Regions from separate parts of the Triticum aestivum genome. Here region 2 is linked to region 1. Evidence: chromatin contacts called from public Hi-C data. All regions are on one chromosome and are shown on one strand. The core of a region is the stretch at or near the end of the contact, and the rest is flanking DNA. Distances in the headings are between cores, read along the strand shown. Region 1 holds the start of LOC123132446. Region 2 holds the start of LOC123132455 (gibberellin receptor GID1).

What was found. A called contact is a pair of places that touch in the nucleus more often than the background predicts.
Region 2: a Hi-C map of leaf shows a contact between it and region 1, with 4 times the contacts expected there. The contact joins the promoter of LOC123132455 here to the promoter of LOC123132446 in region 1. A contact is called at or near these places in 2 of 5 Hi-C or Micro-C datasets (both in leaf).

The regions. Positions count from the first base shown.
Region 1 is chr1B:471,957,536-471,963,415 of IWGSC CS RefSeq v2.1, reverse strand. LOC123132446 reads right to left here and starts at 3,795. Exons shown (of 4, transcript XM_044552239.1): 1 at 3,511-3,795; 2 at 3,348-3,393; 3 at 2,280-2,360; 4 at 1,706-1,929. The coding sequence starts at 3,678. The coding sequence ends at 2,305. It overlaps LOC123132440 (peptide methionine sulfoxide reductase B5), which reads left to right. Exons shown (of 3, transcript XM_044552234.1): 2 at 918-1,074; 3 at 1,194-1,605. The coding sequence ends at 1,355.
Region 2 is chr1B:472,805,045-472,810,401 of IWGSC CS RefSeq v2.1, reverse strand. LOC123132455 (gibberellin receptor GID1) reads right to left here and starts at 3,623. Exons shown (of 2, transcript XM_044552250.1): 1 at 3,218-3,623; 2 at 709-2,593. The coding sequence starts at 3,256. The coding sequence ends at 1,565.

The DNA of each region.
Region 1 (5,880 bases), core at 2,546-5,045:
ATTGACATTATGTGATCGTTATACTCCAACATGACACATAACAGTACCTTCCTAATTTCACTACTCCGAACGACCACATAACAAGGGTGTGTAAAGTTGTTATAGTGAAATTAGTGTATTGTCTGTTACCACCTCCTGAGGCTAGGCTTATTCCAAAACCACAACCAAATTCCAGACAACCAATTTGAGAACGAATTAGAAGTTTCTTTTCCACAAAGTTGGAGAACCGCTTGCACAAATGATTGTATGAATCCAAAATAGCAAGTAAAAAGGTTGTTTTGACAAAAATAAATCAGAAGGATAAAAATGCTACCCAACAAAAAATATACTTGGGTCTTTTTAATTTTGCTGTCAAGAGTAGAAACTACAAAATATTTTATTCTAATAACATTCTAGTCTACAATAGCAGCAGCTAGATTTCGTTAGTATGTATTGTACTTTTCTTAACAGATCTGTTTATGTATCGCCGACACGGTCAAGTATAGCAAGTTCAAATTTTACCTGTTCTTGAAGCACGGACAGGTTCATTAGGTGAACTATCAGAATATCTAGTAATTTATAATATGAAGCTTGAGAAATATGGATAGGCACTTTATCAAAAATCAATTATTACTTCACATTGTTTTTGTAGATTGTACTGTTGATTAATCTGGAACCTGCAATTCAACCAGATACATACATAAGTTTAGTTTGATACTGGAATGGCATGTGAGCTGACTGTATCTAGTCCATATCCTACATCAACTCCAGCATTTTGTGCTGCCCTATATACTTGCCTATGGTTCCGTTTCGAAAAGAAAAAAAATACTTGTCTGCCATCTTACATATGGTAGTCTGTTAAACTAACAATAGCGTAACTGTGAAAAATAAAAGAGCTTCCGTTGTGATAAATTTTCATTTGACTATATTTGTTTCAGGTTTCCTGGAACAGGTGAATATGACAAGTTCTTCGATGAGGGTATTTACGGATGTGCTGGCTGCGGAACCCCCTTGTACAAATCATCTACGAAGTTCAACTCAGGGTGTGGTTGGCCAGCATTCTATGAAGGATTTCCTGGAGCCATAAAACGGACGGTACGATTCTCTCATCCATTCCCAGTGGTTTGACTAGGAACCGATGCCTTTCTTCTCCTCTATGCATTCCATGCCCTCATGCTGACGGCGGTGACATTTCTTCGCTTAATACTCTATAGGCGGATCCTGATGGGAGGCGCATTGAGATCACATGTGCTGCTTGTGAAGGACATCTGGGGCATGTGTTCAAAGGGGAGGGGTTCAACACGCCGACTGATGAGCGACACTGCGTCAACAGTATCTCACTCAAGTTCGTTCCGGCCTCTGAAGAGGCTAGTTGACTGAGCTGATGAACATCTATATGAGAAATGGAAACAAAACCTTTTGTGCAACCATCATAGTGACTACTGGATGTCAGAAACTCAGTACTTTGTCAATAATGCAAGCCCCAAGTACCGATGCTTGCTGCTAATATTGGCAGTATATACTGTTACATGTGTAAATTCTAGGTTTTGTTTTCCCTGTGGAAATTAATAGTGAGCTGTACATTTAAAAATAAAGCCGCCTGAAGAATGCAGCTGACGTTGTTTCCCTTTGTGCCCAACATATTATCTTAGTGATTATCCGCAATAAACCAGTTCCTGTGCAGCAATAATACTTTGATTCGCGTTAATAGTCTGTTTGGCAAATATATCAAAACTGCCGACATTTATTAGAAATGACAAGTAATATTTGAAACATCCAATCTAGTGCAGTAGTTGTTGCAAATAAAAGCAATATGATCGTCCATGCCTCGGTCAAAGCACACTACAATTTGTGATGTTGCAAATATTCTCCATCGACAACTGAGAACTCAACACGTTGTGCTTTTGTCTTCACGAAGATGATATGTGTGAGATGCCTTCAGCATGCAGCCTGAGATATGAAAGCAAATATACAGTTTCAGTTTGATGCCAACAGCAAAAGCAATAGCATAATATTTGGAAACAAAGTGCACTACTAGGTTTCATAAGCTTTACTCATGTACTCCCTCCATTCCTAAATATTTGTCTTTCTAGAGATTTCAACAAGTTGACCACATACGGAGCAAAGTGAGTGAATCTACACTCTAAAATTTGTCTATATACATCCGTATATGGTAGTCCATTTGAAATGTCTAAAAAGATAAATATTTAGGAACGGAGGGAGTACTAGATACGAAAGCAAATTCATCATGTTTATGCTTGACAATAATGTATATGTGGTTATGTAGTATGCTTATGTACCTGTACGAAGGTGCATGAAAGTATTTCATGTTTCCTGATTTTTGTTTCTGCTCGCCTCACATGCTTTCAAGGCTTGAACATCTGCATTTGACCGGAGGTGACAAAAAGGCTGGTTAGATCACATCTAAGAATTTGAAGTGATGACAACTTCAGTTTGTGAACGTTATTTAGTGTAGAAGATAACAGAAAAATATGTACGAATATAACCATCAAAGCAGGAACCTCCCTCTCTTCTTCCTTAAAAAAAGCTACATTTGTCCATTTATTTGAGCACCACATAAGGTACCTGAAATCGCAACATCTCCCCTTGGGTTGCCCCTTGAGTGAACATCACCTTATGGCAACAAATCTTCCATACACAATAAAACCACATGTGGCTGCAAGTTATTGTTACTAGTACCATTTCTATATAATCTCGAACATGATACGAGATGGGTTCTAAATTTAATCTTAATGCCTGATGCTGATGAACATGGGAGAAAGCCTCATGCATGATCAACTTCTTTTAAAAATTGAATGTAGGATGCCACACGTTATTGTCAAGCACAAACATGATGAATTTCAGCACATGTAGTCATATAACTGGCACCACACATGCCAGAAGACGTCGTTACTTCATGATTTATCTTGGATGGTTCTGGTTCTGGGTAGCATTTCAGCATTTCTTTATTTTTTTGAAAAGTGTTCAGCATTTCGTATGCTAGTACTGACCATAACAACGCTAAACTGGGCAATGTGATAGAGCAAGAGAAGGTATCAACATTTCTTCTATCCCATACAGCATTGCTTCTCTTCAAGATAGAACTTTATAAAATGAGGAATTATAAGGATTTCTGAATTCACATCTGTACTACATACAACAACCTTTACAGTTTTTGCTTCAAAGGTAGTTCAATCTGAATCTCGATCGTGATACTTAAAGCAGGTCCAGGTTTTGCCTAATTCCAAACCATTGGACAGCAAACTTAGCCCCAGAAGCAGGGTGGGTAGCAACCTCAGTAAGCCGCAACGGGATTGGCATCTACGAGGAAGAAAAGACGAGGGGGGAAAATCTGCGGCGGTGCTTACGTGCTTGGCAGGCCTTCCAGTTGCGGTCGGACTCGGCGAGGCAGTCCTGCAAACAAGCCAGGGAAGAGCCGAATCAAAGGTATGATGGAGCAAAGAAGAGATTCGGGTGCCGCAGCAGAAATCAGGAAAGGGGGGAGAAGGCGAGGGGGGGTCAGGGCGGTGCCTGGAGGGAGAGGTAGAGGGCGGCGCACTCGTTGAGCTGCTTCACGCTCTCGTCGTCCTCGTCCGCGTCCATCGCGTGGAGAGGGGCCGGCGGCACAGCAGGAGGAGGAGGTGGTGGCGGTGGCGCCGCCGCCGCCGCTTCCCTGGCGTTGCTCGAGGAAGAACCCATTCGAACCAGGTTTCGGCAGTTGGTTTGGTGCCACCTTCGACCAGTCGCCGCGTGAAGTCGGTCGGTCGGCTTTGAGTCTCCCGGTCATGGCAAAGGGCAACTCTGTTTGCGTGCTCGGCTTCCGTTGCCTCGAAAGCGTAAACATTGTTTGATTTGTGCAATGTAAGAATACGCTTCCGTGGATTCCTCTACACATACAACCCCTATTAAAGGGAAACGCTATAAATCACCCGACGGATCATAGTCCCGCGTCAACCGCCTTCTCTCCATGCCACGTGCCCCATGGCCACCACTACGATACAGTTCAACTAACGGATTATCATGCTCGCATCCGCCGCCTTGGTTGCACACCACGCGTCCTATGTGACATGGTGGACCTGGCTCCCCACAATCTCTTATTTCTGCAACAAGGCTTCTGTTGCAAAAAAAAAAACAAGACCTCTGTTACAAAATAATTAAATTGCAGCAAGACCTCTGTTGCAAAAAAAAGTTATACAAAAGCTCTAATGCAAAAAAAATGGGCAGTGCTACACGTCCGCCAGGTGATAAACTGGTTAGATCAGCCGCCTCGGCAGCCGTCGAATGCTGCTAGAAATAGTCATCTGATCTACCGTCCCAGCCAACCAAGGACCTTTGCAACAACTAGCTTGCTGCGCTCAGGGGCTTTGCAACAAGGCCTGCTAAGGTCCACCGAGACAACACGGCCCCGCCATGGCCTGAGCGCCTCGGCTGTGGAGCGCCGCCGACCGCCGGAGTTGCCGCGCCTCCTTTGACCCAGCACCCCGAGCAACTGCCTCTACTCCAGCACGACGGCGACGAGCTCTCACACCGGGCACTCCTCTGGTGATTTCTGCAACTAGAGCTATGTTTCCGAAACAGTCATCATGTTGCAATGATTGGCCTTGTATGCTCTAATACCGGGCGTTCCTCCGACGCTTTCTGCAACTAGGGATATGCTTCTGAAACAAGAGCCATGTTGCAGAAGAAAAAATCTTCACCATCGAACCATTTTTTTCTTTCTGAAACAAGACCTCTGTTGCAGAAACTTTCAAAAACTAGACCCTGTTGCTGAAAAAAACTTCACCATCGAACCATTTTTTTTTCTGAAACAAGACCTCTATTGTAGAAACCTTCTGAAACAATACGCTTGTTGCAAAAACACTGGTTGCACGGGACTGGTGGCCAGCATGAGCGCTTAATCAAAATCGATCTGACGGCTGCGCAGGCGGCGGGCGCTCCGTGTGCATCAGTCGACTGAGGGATAGCATTTTCCAAAAAAAATATTGCAAGATGACCTATGTTTTGCAAAAAAAAACTATAATAAGGCGTCTGTTGCAAAAAAAGCAATCTGCAACTTGACCTATGTTTGCAAAAATTTCTGCAACATGACTTGTGTTGCAGAAAATTACCACAACACGAGGTTTGTTACAATGGTAGAGGGTGACCCTCAGCCGCTCACTCCACTCGATCTAACGTCTCGTGAGACGGCGAATCTTTTAAAAAGATCTGCTAAAAATTGTAAAGAAATGATCTACTTGACCTATTGGAAATGGGCATAGCTCTACTCTAAGATTATCTTGCCTCTTCTTGACATAATTCGGCAAAACTCATGCTTGTATTAGGAAAAAGAAGAATTGAATTGAGAACCGAATGTGTGGCCTCTACCCTCATATGAGGTTAAGGGCATTTTTGCTGCATATACTAAGTTTTTCCAATCCTAGCCGTCGTTGCCTCGGCCCCCTCCTTTTGTCCTATCCGGCGGCCTCGTTGGCGGTAAGAGGAGTGGGAACCCGCCTATTTCATTTGTCTTTCTCTTAGGTTCTATTTCCCTAGCGGTGTTGATGAGGTGGTGGCAATGATGGCATGTTTGAATAAGGTCTCTCTGGTCTCTCCTACCTCGATGATGTCCGATCCGACGCCGATGAAGGGTTTGTGAGAGTTTGTGTCATCATATCTGTTAGTTCTCCTCGGATCTTAATAGTTGGTATTTCTACCAAGGATAGCAATTGGTTGGCTATTGGTGCGACACCCTTCAACATCTTCTTCTGTGTTGTTCTGTCCTTACATTATCGAGGAAGTCTATAGTTCCGGTGCCATCAAAATCAACAACGCCGAAGGCACAGGTCAGAGGGTGGTAAATGGTCAAAGAATCAAACATTATATCTCAGGTACTCCCATAAATGTTGAAACCAATATAATTGA
Region 2 (5,357 bases), core at 2,374-4,873, 850 kb before region 1:
ATACCGTACGAGACGCCTTCTCCCGCACGGCTGAGCGCCCGAAATGGGTAGCTGCAGTACGCCATTGCCAAAGCACGCACGACCCTCCTGCGTGCAAGAATGACTTGCACGCACGCACTCGCTGCAGAATAATGTCACATTCACTCACACCAGCCACAGCCAGAGCCAGAGCCAGCACCAGCAGCAGCGTGATCAGATCACACCAGCTACTCCTCCTACCAAGGCAACAACCAGAAGCAAGCAAGGGAGAAATGACCCGGTCCGGTCCATTCGCGTTGCAACGGGGGCACGCAACGCAGTGCCCACCGGAACGGGACGCAACAGATCACTTTCCGATCGCCGACAGACCACCTCCTCCATACCTGGTTCCACCCAAGTACCCGCCACAGAATTAGGGTAGCTGCCCCAATTTCGCCTAGAGGCACGCAGGGACGACGCCACGTGGCGCGAGGAGCAATGGACAAAACGGCCATCATCATCACCTCAAACCAAAGCCCTACGACAAGAGTACCGTGCTACTCTGCATTAGTAGTATTTGAAAATCAAAGAAAGGGAAACAACCTTTCATATCCAACATAATTGGTTCGAAATGTTGGCATCGTCTTCTTTTACCAGTACCACATTCTTCACCGACACCCATGTGGAGGGGGAAAAAAACCCGGAATGGACGGATCAACCAAGCACACGCGTTACAGCACTCGCAGTCCAAAGTCCAAACATGTGTATACATAAGGATCATCAGAGTACAACAATCAAAAAGGGAGAGAAAGATACAAAAAAGTTGGAAGAGAATTTATACTGCTAGCCTAGACTACTACTGTCTGGACTGGACTAGAAGCATATATCACCACACAGGATAGATAGATACTACTAGATAGATAGATAGCCGTATTTTTCACATGCACGGATTGGACGAGAGTGAGCTGAGAGAGCACCATCCAATCCAATCCAATCCAACCCGTAGCCGACACAAGAAAGAAACTACCACATCAACAGCAACAAAAGACGGACACTCTCCCCGTTGATCGATCACTGTACACATAACGTTAGATAGATCTTCCCTCAAGGATAGATAATAAGCAGCGGCAGCAACAGAGGATGAAGGTGAAATAATATGCTCCTCTCCATCAACCAATGTCAAATGGTACATGCTGGAGCGAAGGCACTCTCTCTCTTGTCTTAACCCCAGGCAAACACATGGATGGATACAGATCAGAGAACCAAGGATCCCACCGACCGAGCCGATCGGCGGAACAATTAGTGGGACGACAATGGCTTCCCTCGCTCCGACGAGGACGAGCCATTGAGTTTTATCATCAGACAGACAGACGGACATGGGGATCCCCTTTGGAGTCTAGAGATCACTTGCCAGAAGCCATTGCCGGGCTCCAAGATGACATCCCCAAGCAGCAGCACCACCGGCAGCGGCGGTAGTATAAGAGATACTAGTATAAGTCAAGCTTACCATTTAGCTTCCTATAGGCAGTAGTACGTAGTACGTACGTATTTGATTGTGTCGGGACGGACGGCGGGCTTATCCACGACGACTGGGCTGGTGTATGTACTACAGGAGGTTAGCTCGGACGAACTCGGCGATCTCCTCCATCACCTCGTGGTAGTGGTCCGTGTTGGACAGCAGGTAGAAGCCGATGGTGGCCTTCTCGCGGTGCACCAGCTTCACGTCGTGGCCGTCCTCCCGGAGGCCCTCCGCGTAGCCCAGCTGCCGGTCGCAGGTGAGGTCCAGCCCCGACACGATGATGAGGCTCTTGGCGAACGGCAGGCCCTTGAGCCGCCGCCCGTTCGGCCCGAACGGGTTGCACGCCGGGTGGTCCCGGTCCGCGTCCTCCGGCAGGTACGCCTTCCAGTACCAGTCCCTGTCCTGGAGCGTGACGAAGTACTTGCCGTCCAGGCGCCGCTCCGACTCGGTGCGCTCGTTGCCGCCGAACATGGCGTTGAGCAGGATGTTGCCGTGTATCTTGATCCCCTCCTCCGCGGCGCGGACGGCCACGTGGTGCGCGATGTTGCCGCCGGAGCTGTCGCCGGCGAGGAACACGCGGAGCTGCGCGTCCTCGCCGCTCCGCAGGAACGGCTGGGCCTGGGCCCACTTGAGCGCGGTCCACCCGTCGTCGTACGCGCACGGGTACCGGTGCTCCGGGGCGCGTCGGTAGTTGACGGACACCACCACGCCCTTGCTCAGCTTCACCAACTGGCGGCAGAGGTTGTCGTAGATGGTTGTGCTGGACGCCGAGTGCGCGAAGCTGCCGCCGTGGAAGAAGATGATCACCGGGAGCGGGTCCGGGGACGGCGCCCCGCCGAGGAACTCGAGGATGGGCAGGGTGAGCGCGGCGGCGCCCTCGGCGGCGCCCGCTGCGTTGCCGGCGACGGCGCGGTAGATGCGCGCCTCGAGGCCGACGGACAAGTCGATGAAGTGGTCGAAGGAGGAGACGCCCTCGACCGGCCTGGGGTTGGCGGGCACCCGGCGGTCCATGTACTCGGCGAGGTCGCGCTCGAAGGTGCCGTCGGGGCGGCGGAGCATGTGGTACGACACCTTGAAGTTGGAGATGAGCACCCATGTGTGGAGCGGCACCACCGTCTGCACAGCACGACAAACCCAGCAGCAACAGTGTGAGAGCGAGACCACCAACGAAAAACACAATCAAACGTCTCAACGAAACGAAACGAAAGGAATCCTCCTATTTCTTTGCTGATTTGCGCACGGACAGGAGCGCAATGCGAGGCGCCATCTTTCGGTCGCGTCTTGCTAGAAAAGATGCAAGCTTTGGGCTGGCGCTCTGCGGCAAAGGCACGCGCGCACACACACGGCTGGCTGGATGGATGTGGATGAATGATTTGTTGCTTGTTGGGTAGCTGTGTTAGTATCGCCCGGGCACCCCCCTAAAACAACCGAGGCAGGCGAGAGGGGAATAAAATTGGGATTGAGCCCAAAGGGGAAACAAAGGCAGCGACGGACCGAGAGAGAAATTGCAGGCCCCAAATCCCCTCCCACCGTCTCAACTCAGCCGTAAAGCGGCGGGGCGTTGGCGGGGGCACGGCACAAATCGAGAATCGCGCGGGCGGCGGCGCCCACACGGAAGAAGAAGGCCCGAAAACGAGAACCCAAACACAAGCGCAAGGACGGAGGCCTGCACATGCGGCGCTAGTGCCCCGAAACAGGCGCGGGAAGCGCCAAACCAAGGAGGAGGACGGGCGGACGGACCTTGCACTCGTTGCGGTTGACCTCGTCGCTGCCGGCCATGTCGGCGGGCGGTGCCTCCTCTCGGTGTCGGCCCTCGGCTCTCAGCTGCTGCAGGCAGGAGCAAGATCTCCCCGGGGAACAAAGGATGGCGCTGGCTGCTTCGCTCACGGCATGGGGGCCTCCAAGAAGCGCGAGGTGGATCCCGCCCGCCGAGTCCTCCGGCAGGAGCCCAGCCGCCGGCGATCTCCTCCGGCTCCGAATCCCCCCTCCCTCCCTCCCTAGCGGGCACGAGAAGCCGGGCAAGCAGTCGCGCACAGTGGTGCGAGGGCGTACGAGGCTCGCCAAAGGTTCAGAGAGAGCGCGCGCGCTGGTGAGCTGTGGCGTGAAGCGCAGGGAGACGAGTAGGAAGGGGGAGAGGGGGGTGGGGAGGGGGGCAATGGAAATAGGGGACGGGGGAGGGGAGCGGACGGGGGAGACGACAAAACCGGGCGGCTCAAAAAGTAAAACTTGCGTGTGCGGGGCCCACCCCACTTGCCCCTAGCTCAGCTGCCAATATAGTTATTTTTTCCTCTCTCTCTCCTGGTCTGTTTGTTTTGTTTATTGTTTTGGACGGTCTCGGGGTTCTTGGATGGATGCATGGATGGCTGGTTACAATGGGCAAAAACATAAGCTAGTAACTTCACACTTCCTTAGACTATGTTACTACCTCATAGTGGGTAGGAATATCTATGTAGTGTCATGCAACGATGTATTTATTAGGTTATAGACTCATTGTTTCTTGAAGTATGTGATGTTCCGGTAATTTAGCTAGTTACCACAAGCACCTCTCTCTTCATTAAATATGTGTCACATAAGTAAAATTGTATTGGAGTGTGTGATGTTACTTCTAAGTTCCTCCCACTGTGACCAGCCTAAGCTGCCAATATAGTTATTTTTTCCTCTCTCTCCTGGTCTGTTTGTTTTATTTATTGTTTTGGACGGTCTCGGGGTGCTTGGATGCGCGAGAATTGAGAGTTCCTTTTGTCCTCTCTCTCTTTTGCGTTTTTGGCCGCTTTCTTTTAAACGCGGCACAAGAACTGGACGACGAACTGTTAGGTGCACCAAATCGTGGACGCATGTACATGTACGCGCGTACGTGGACGTCGCCTCGCGGTTTAGAAGGCATGAGAGAAAAGCCCAGGTTAGATTACTCACACTACTACGTTTCAGTGCTATAATAAGGTTTGATTAAGCAAAACCCTGACATTAGAGAAAAAACTGACAGGCCCAGCCTTGTCCTGTTCATTAGGCGCACGGCTAGCTGGCACGGACTTGGATTTTCCAAGCCCCGTTTGTGGCGTCTTGGCCCCGATCTAGCCCCGCTGCCGGCCTTGATGCGGCTACTTGGATTTTTCAACGGTTTTCCGGCTCTGTTTTTTTTTTTTTTTTTGCGGGAATCATTGAGCTTTATTCATTCAGTCTGAGCTCCAGCACGATCGGCCATGAGGCTGGTCACGAGTAAACCGGGGGTGAGTTCATCCAACAGTCAGACACACCTAGAGTGCTTGCATGTTTCGCACACAGGTGAGCTGACATATTAGACTGTCGCGTTACATGAATAATATCAAAGTAAGCAATTGAGGAGGCTAGCCCTCCAATTTCGAGAAGGATAGGCGCTATGAGAGAGCGCGAGAATTATCGCGAGTTCCAGAGCTGAACCAGCTCCAAGCAGTCAACCTCGAAGATCACCCGCGAAAAACCCCGGAGCTTGCCGCAGATGACACCATCTCGCAGGGCCTGAGCTTCTGCGATTAGTGGATCCGTGATGTTCTCATGTGGCTTGCTCCAGGCAGCAATGAAGTCGGAGGAGGTTCGTGCAACACCTCCCGCCCCGCTTCTGTTTTCAGCTAGAGAGACGCTACCATCCGTATTGATCTTGATGTAGTCTGAATCCGGTGATCTCCACCCATAGCCAGGTAGAGTCCGGTGCATTCCATCGGTAGCTCTAATAGCATGATGGTTTCTCTGATACGTTTTAAAGATTGGACCGGATCCAGACTAGCCCTGTCATGTGTTATATTGTTGCGGGATGTCCATATAGCCCACATGACAGTGATTATCTTAGCCCGATCCTCCTCCCCAAATCGAGAGTCACACAGAATGTCCCTGCATCACGTGAGGG